Regions from separate parts of the Zea mays genome. Here region 1 is linked to region 2. A link is a contact called in public Hi-C data. All regions are on one chromosome and are shown on one strand. The core of a region is the stretch at or near the end of the contact, and the rest is flanking DNA. Distances in the headings are between cores, read along the strand shown. Region 1 has its middle 79 kb from the start of LOC100281850. Region 2 holds the start of LOC100281850.

What was found. A called contact is a pair of places that touch in the nucleus more often than the background predicts.
Region 1: a Hi-C map of ear shows a contact between it and region 2, with 2.1 times the contacts expected there. The contact joins the enhancer-like site here to the promoter of LOC100281850 in region 2. A contact is called at or near these places in 4 of 25 Hi-C or Micro-C datasets (ear, leaf and tassel).

The regions. Positions count from the first base shown.
Region 1 is chr9:6,471,852-6,475,030 of Zm-B73-REFERENCE-NAM-5.0, reverse strand. No RefSeq gene overlaps it. Among protein-coding and RNA genes, the nearest start is that of LOC100281850, 79 kb to the right of the region's middle. Within about 2 kb of position 1,505, at least 10 of the 20 cell types and tissues checked have an H3K27ac peak or open chromatin away from gene starts, as enhancers often do. A contact at or near this core is called in ear, where this site is marked.
Region 2 is chr9:6,392,418-6,395,541 of Zm-B73-REFERENCE-NAM-5.0, reverse strand. LOC100281850 reads left to right here and starts at 1,295. Exons shown (of 2, transcript NM_001154770.2): 1 at 1,295-1,595; 2 at 1,913-2,521. The coding sequence starts at 1,485. The coding sequence ends at 2,065.

The DNA.
Region 1 (3,179 bases), core at 256-2,755, 79 kb before region 2:
TTGAGCACTATGTGATGATATCCAGTTATGTAACTGCTGTGTATGTGAATTGCTGATCCTGACACGTACATGGCTCACATTCGGTTTGCCTTCTAAAACCGGATGTGACAACTATACTGAGCATAGTCCAAAATTGTGTTATCTTCCTCCTCTTGTTCGTCCTCTAGAACTCCCGTTTCTCCATGCTTAGTCCAACAAATATAGTTAGGCATGAAGAGTTTTCTCTCTCGTTTTTACATTCTCTACATGAAAAATACATAAAACTTCTTTGTTTATGTCTATCAATCGTCTTGAGAAAATAATGAATACGTTTAATATATTTTTTTGAGCGTTCATCCAAGTTTCGGCAAAGGTGCGACTATACTGTTTTGTTTTACTATATACTAAAAATATACAACTAAACTTGATACTCCCTTCGTCCTAAATTAAAATTTATTTTAATTAATTGATAAATTTATACAATATACTTGTTGTATGTATTTTATATATTTGTCTAGATTTATCATTGCTTATTTGAATATAAACATAAAAATTCAGAGTTAAAAGAAATACTATTTTAGTATGGAGTGAATACATTATAGTTCAACCGCCATGGATGCACATATTTTGGACAATTTTCTGACAAAATATACCTTTGATTTAAACTTTTTCTTTACATGGGAGGATGGTAAAAAGAGGATGTCTATTTTACTAATGTGAGCAGTTTTCTAATGAGATATGTTTTTTTTGTTTATTCACGTATTAGGCTTATTTGGGACGACTTTTTTCTTAAGATATTTTTGAGAATCTGGATTCTTAAATAATCTAGCTATCACGAGATTCTGGATATCGTAAAGCTGACGTGTGGAGGAAGATGAAGGGGTATACACGATTTAGGGTTTATGAAGGGGCGGATTACACCATCGCGACGACTAGGCGAATTCTATATTCACATTGATTTGAATGATTTTTAGAAAAGATTCTCACGGGGTGAGAAATGAAACGTTTGACTATGAGAAATCGATCCTGATGACCAAAAGTCGGCTAAAAGTCGAAACAAATAGGGCATTTTTCAGAAAAAAATCCCCGACATTTGCACAATACTATACGTAGCCTAGAGAATCCCTTGAAGAGATTATGTCGATCTATGTCTTAAAGCATGGACGAAAGCCATACTGTTGACTGCAAAATTTCTATTTCTCGAAACAATATTTAAAATTTGCCTCCAATAATTATCACGTGGGAATGCCGGCTGCCTGATTCAGCGCGCGGTACCACCTGAATCCGGGGTCCGCCGATCTTCTCAAACAGTCAAAGAAGAGTAACTCTTCTCAGCTGACAGGAAATGCACATGATAATGAAGAACGCATGCCGCATGCAGCAGATTCCGGAAGCACTCGTTGCTGCCCGGTCGGCTAGTTCTGCAGCAACACGTGAGACGAGTCCACTCCAGATGGCAGATGCATGCACTGCGAAACAAACAGAAACAGCTAGAGCCTAGTAGCGCTCCAGTGCCGCAACTGCTAGCAACCTTGAAGTCAGGTAACGCCCAGATCATGAGCTGCTCGGAGACAACAGAGTGGGGCAGAGCAGCATTGATCTGGTCGGATCCACACCTTTGATGCAGAAGGACGCAGATCGGGCATCACCGGTTTACGCAACGGCAGCGCAATAATGCGCGGCAGGCAAGCGGCGGCAAGTGCATGCCCCCCCCCCCCCCCCCCCCCCCCCCCCCCCCCCCGGCTGGCCATGGCGGGGAGATGTGGGTTGAGCAGGCCGCCGATGGGGACGACCAGGAGTTGGTCCACCCACAGGCCCCAGCACTGGCCGTGGCCCGACTGTGTCTTGCTTCGCCCTAGATGCACGACAAGGTTTGCAATTTGGCAGACATTTATTTGGCTGCACTAAAGAGCGTAACCGACGCTCTGCTAGTACTAGTTAGTTGTACGTTCGTTGCTATAATTTTTATATATCATAGGTAAACCTGGGTATCATAGATAAATCTAGTTTGCATGGGATATTTATTTAGACAAGATCTAAGCTCATAGACTTATAGATCGCGCCAAAGGGTGACAAATGTGTGGACCAGAATTGGGTCACCGACAGTCGGGCACCTTCGGATCGAGCCAAATCAATGCCAAGCTAGGCGTGCGGCGGTGTCATCTCTGTCGGCACAACGGATCTGACGGTGTGCCTCATGCAGATCTAAACGCGTGGCAACACGCTCTTAGGGTCGGATCCCGTGGATCTTACCGTGTCTCGTGGTACACCTAGGATTTCGCCTTAGAGACATCGAGGCAGTGATGTGGCGAGGAGATAGGTGGAGAAGACATGCAGAGGTATGTGGTGTGAGGTGAGACACGATGAAGTTTTTTTCTCGCTTTTTTTCTATGCTCGCGAGATCAGGACCGACGTGTGAGTAGGTACTAGACTATAAATGATCAAATGGGTCATGATTGGTGGTCTAGCCTTAGGCACGCCCCATTTAACAGAATCACGACCAAGCCCGGGAATCGTGACAAGCCTAGGGCACCTTCTCGACCCGCAGTGTCGGACCGAACCAACATGATTATATATTTTTATGTTTTTGTATTAATATATACATATTCAATATTCATCCTTTGAATAACAAAAATAAACATAAGATGTAGGGGGTTAGAAGAGGACGGCATTGTCCTGAGCATGTGTGTGTTTGTATATATATATATATATATATATATATATAAGCAGATCGTGATAGTTTCGTTTCCACTGATTGCGCGCAAAATTATCCATAAATATAGTATCGTTCCAACTGCTATGCAGCTAGGCTCGTTAGAACAAGTTTATGATATATACTGATACGAATTATGCTACACGGTGTAGGTATTTATGCAATTCAATACACTATGTAAAAATATGTTTCCAACTGCATGCACAAAAATTTAAGATGTCAGGAATGTGCAATGAAAGGAAATTGATTGCATACATGGAAACAAAAAAATCATATTTAAATACTTTATTTCTTCCATAAATATAGGATCACTCTAACAACCATGCAACTAGACTTGTTAGAACCAGTTTGTGATATATACTGATACTAATTCTGTTGCACGGTGTAGTTATTTATGTAATGCGGTACACTACGTAAAATGTGGTTCACTGGTGGACGCATCTTCATGTTCGAGCATAAAAACCTTCAGTTTTGAACTAAAACCCCA
Region 2 (3,124 bases), core at 46-2,545:
GTACTCATCTAACCAACAGAACATATATATATATATATATATCTTTATGTTTTATACTCTACACTCAATTATGAATGAAAACCGTTGCAACCTACGAGTACCTAATTAACTAGTAAATAATACTTTACCCTGATTTCAGAGCTTACTAGAAAATCTAGAGTACGGCGATAGTGTAGGAGGCAACAAAGTTCTTTTTTTAAAAGGATCTTCACCAGTTATATATATATATATATATATATATATATATATATATATATATATATATATATATATATATAATGTACGTTGCATTCATATATACTAGATGCATCTCATATATTTTTTGTTTGTTTATGAGAAGTTTTTGAAACACATTTAGACATTGATTACAATATTCTGGATTTTTCTCTACTGTCTTTTGTAGCTGAATCTAATTTCTAGAAACTTTTGTTATCTAGTCCAAATCTATCATTAATAATTTTCCCAAAAATCGAGAAACCTAAAATGATTTTGTATGTTTAAAGAACCTTAATAAGTTAAAATCACATAAAAAACACAGTTTTTATCGTCGTGGTGCGACACCTCTTTCCTTCCATATTTATTTAAAGGTAGAAAGCTAAAATTATGTATAGACAGGAATTCAAACTATGGTTGTTGGTTTTAAACTCATGTTGGTACTCATCTAACCAACAAAACATACATATCTTAATATTTTATACTATACACACTCAATTACGAATGGAAACGGTTGCGACGTACGGGATCTAGACAACGACGATATATAGTGTAGGAGGCAACAAAGTTCTTTTTTGAAAGGATCTTCACCAGTTACCTACTGGTAGCCGAATTCCTTGGCACGCGGCAAGTGGAGTGGGAGGTTGGTCTGTGGCCGTAACTCATAACTAGACGGTGGGCCCGTGGGCGTCCGCTATTGACAGCAACAAGAGAGGGACCGGACGCGCCGCGGGCCCTCTCCCTCCCCGAAACCCCCAAATTCTCTGTAGGTGATGCCTGCAACGGCAGCGGGCCGGTTTCTTCACCACATCACTCGCTGTCTCTTGGCATCATCACGGATCGCGTTACATCTTCCTGTCCTTGTGCGCTTGTGCCCGCCTGACTCCAGCCACCTCTAGCTCAAGCTTCCCCCTCAAGCTCGGGCTGCTGCTCGGCTAGGACCAAACTACTTTGTAGCAGAGCTAACTAACTCCTCCGTCTGGCTCTCGGCTGGTCTCGTCTCCCCTATAAATTAAGCCCCCCGCCCCCTTTCTGCTTCCCATCGATCGCCACACTTGAGAGCTTGCCGTCCAGCGTTCATCGGATAGCTCCTGAGCTCGATCTCGGGTCGCGCACAGCTGCTCTCCCCTTCCTCCCGCTCAGCTCGCTCTTCGGTGCTGCTCTCGATCGTCGTCTCGCTCCATCACCGGCGGTCGCTTAGCCTCCGCGATCCCGGCCGGTGGTCTTCTTCGCCGCATTATCTCTCTCTCTCTCTCTCTAACACAAGGACGATGTCGAGCCGGAGGTCCCGCGCGTCGACGGTCTCGGAGGAGGAGATCAACGAGCTTATCTCGAGGCTGCAGACGCTGCTCCCCAGCGCGCGCCGCCGTGGCGGCAGCCAGGTATGAATATACGATACAACGCATGCGCATTCAAACCAAGATGTGCATGATCTAGCTAGCTAGCTAGGTAGTTTTACTTCTCTGATCTCACAGTATTGAGTAGTGACACTGACACCATCACACCGACACGACACACATGCATAAATTAAAGAGTGCTATACACTGCGGTGCCAGTGCCACCGTACCGCTTATTGCAAGTATGCATAAAGAGTGCTATTGGCAGCTGGTAGCTCACTCGCTCCAAGCCAAGAGATCGTCGTGGATCGTCTGATGATGTAAACAAAACAACGGTGGTGTGCGTACGATGTGATATGCAGGCGTCGACGACGAAGCTGCTCAAGGAGACCTGCAGCTACATCAAGAGCCTGCACCGGGAGGTGGACGATCTGAGCGACCGCCTGTCGGACCTCATGGCCAGCATGGACCACAACAGCCCCGGCGCCGAGATCATCCGCAGCCTCCTCCGCTAGCCCAAGTCCGTCCGTCCGGCCATGGCGTGACGGCCGGCCTCTCGCCATCGCCAGATCTCAGCGCATTGCCGAGTGTGTGTGTGTGTACCACATATAGCAGCTGAATATACCCAAGGACGACGTACGCCGACGACAGGCTAAGGCTGGTTTATTAATTGGTAGGGCATTATTAAGTACTACTCCGTATTAACTAGGGCTGCCTAGCTTAAGTATGGTTTCTCTCTCTTCCACTCTTGGCTGTTTGTTTCCTTGCTATACTCTCCTAGTAGCTTAGCTCCTTTTCCATTTGTTTGTACTTGGCTGCTTCGTCCCATGTTCGTCGTCGTCGTCGTGGTGGTGGTGTAAACCTATGTGTGTGGTCTGGATCGAGTTGTTTCCTCCTTGACAGACAACCGACCAACCCCGATCGATCTGTCAACTTGTACTACGTACGTACTGGTAATATATCAATATCTATATATATATCTACATGTCTCATCTGCCATCACGCAGCAGCTTAATTTGTTTACAGCGTGCTAGCTACACTCCTCGCTAGCAGCTTGTTCGGTTCCATCCAATCTAACCGCGCGCGTTCGTCGTTACGTGCCGCGACGCCTAATTAAGCAAGCCATCATAATCAGGACAGTAACGATAAAGACGACAGCCAAACGGCGGCCGGGTCAGTTTCGCGGACACTTGCTGGCCAGTAGTGTGTGATGAGAGAGGCCAGGAGGTCGGAGATAGCTAGTTGGCATGGCATGGCAGTGAGAGCGCGCTGCTGTCAGTTGTCACTTGTCATCTACCTCTCGCTTTGCATGGGATGCCATGCCGTGGCCCCGATCGACGACGCGCGCCGACAGGTCTGGCTGTGCGCATGCGCGGGTCACTCGGGCCTGTCGTCGCCTCCCGGTGAATGGGAGGAGCAGGGCCGGGCAAAAGGCTCGTGGCGACCGCCTCTGCTTCGTTCGATCGTCAGTCAAGCTACGTGGGAGTTGGGACAGTAGTACCTTGGAGCTACCTTATATAGTAGTCGCTGTGTGTGTCGTCGTCGCACGAGAGCTATCGAGGCTAGCTAGCTGC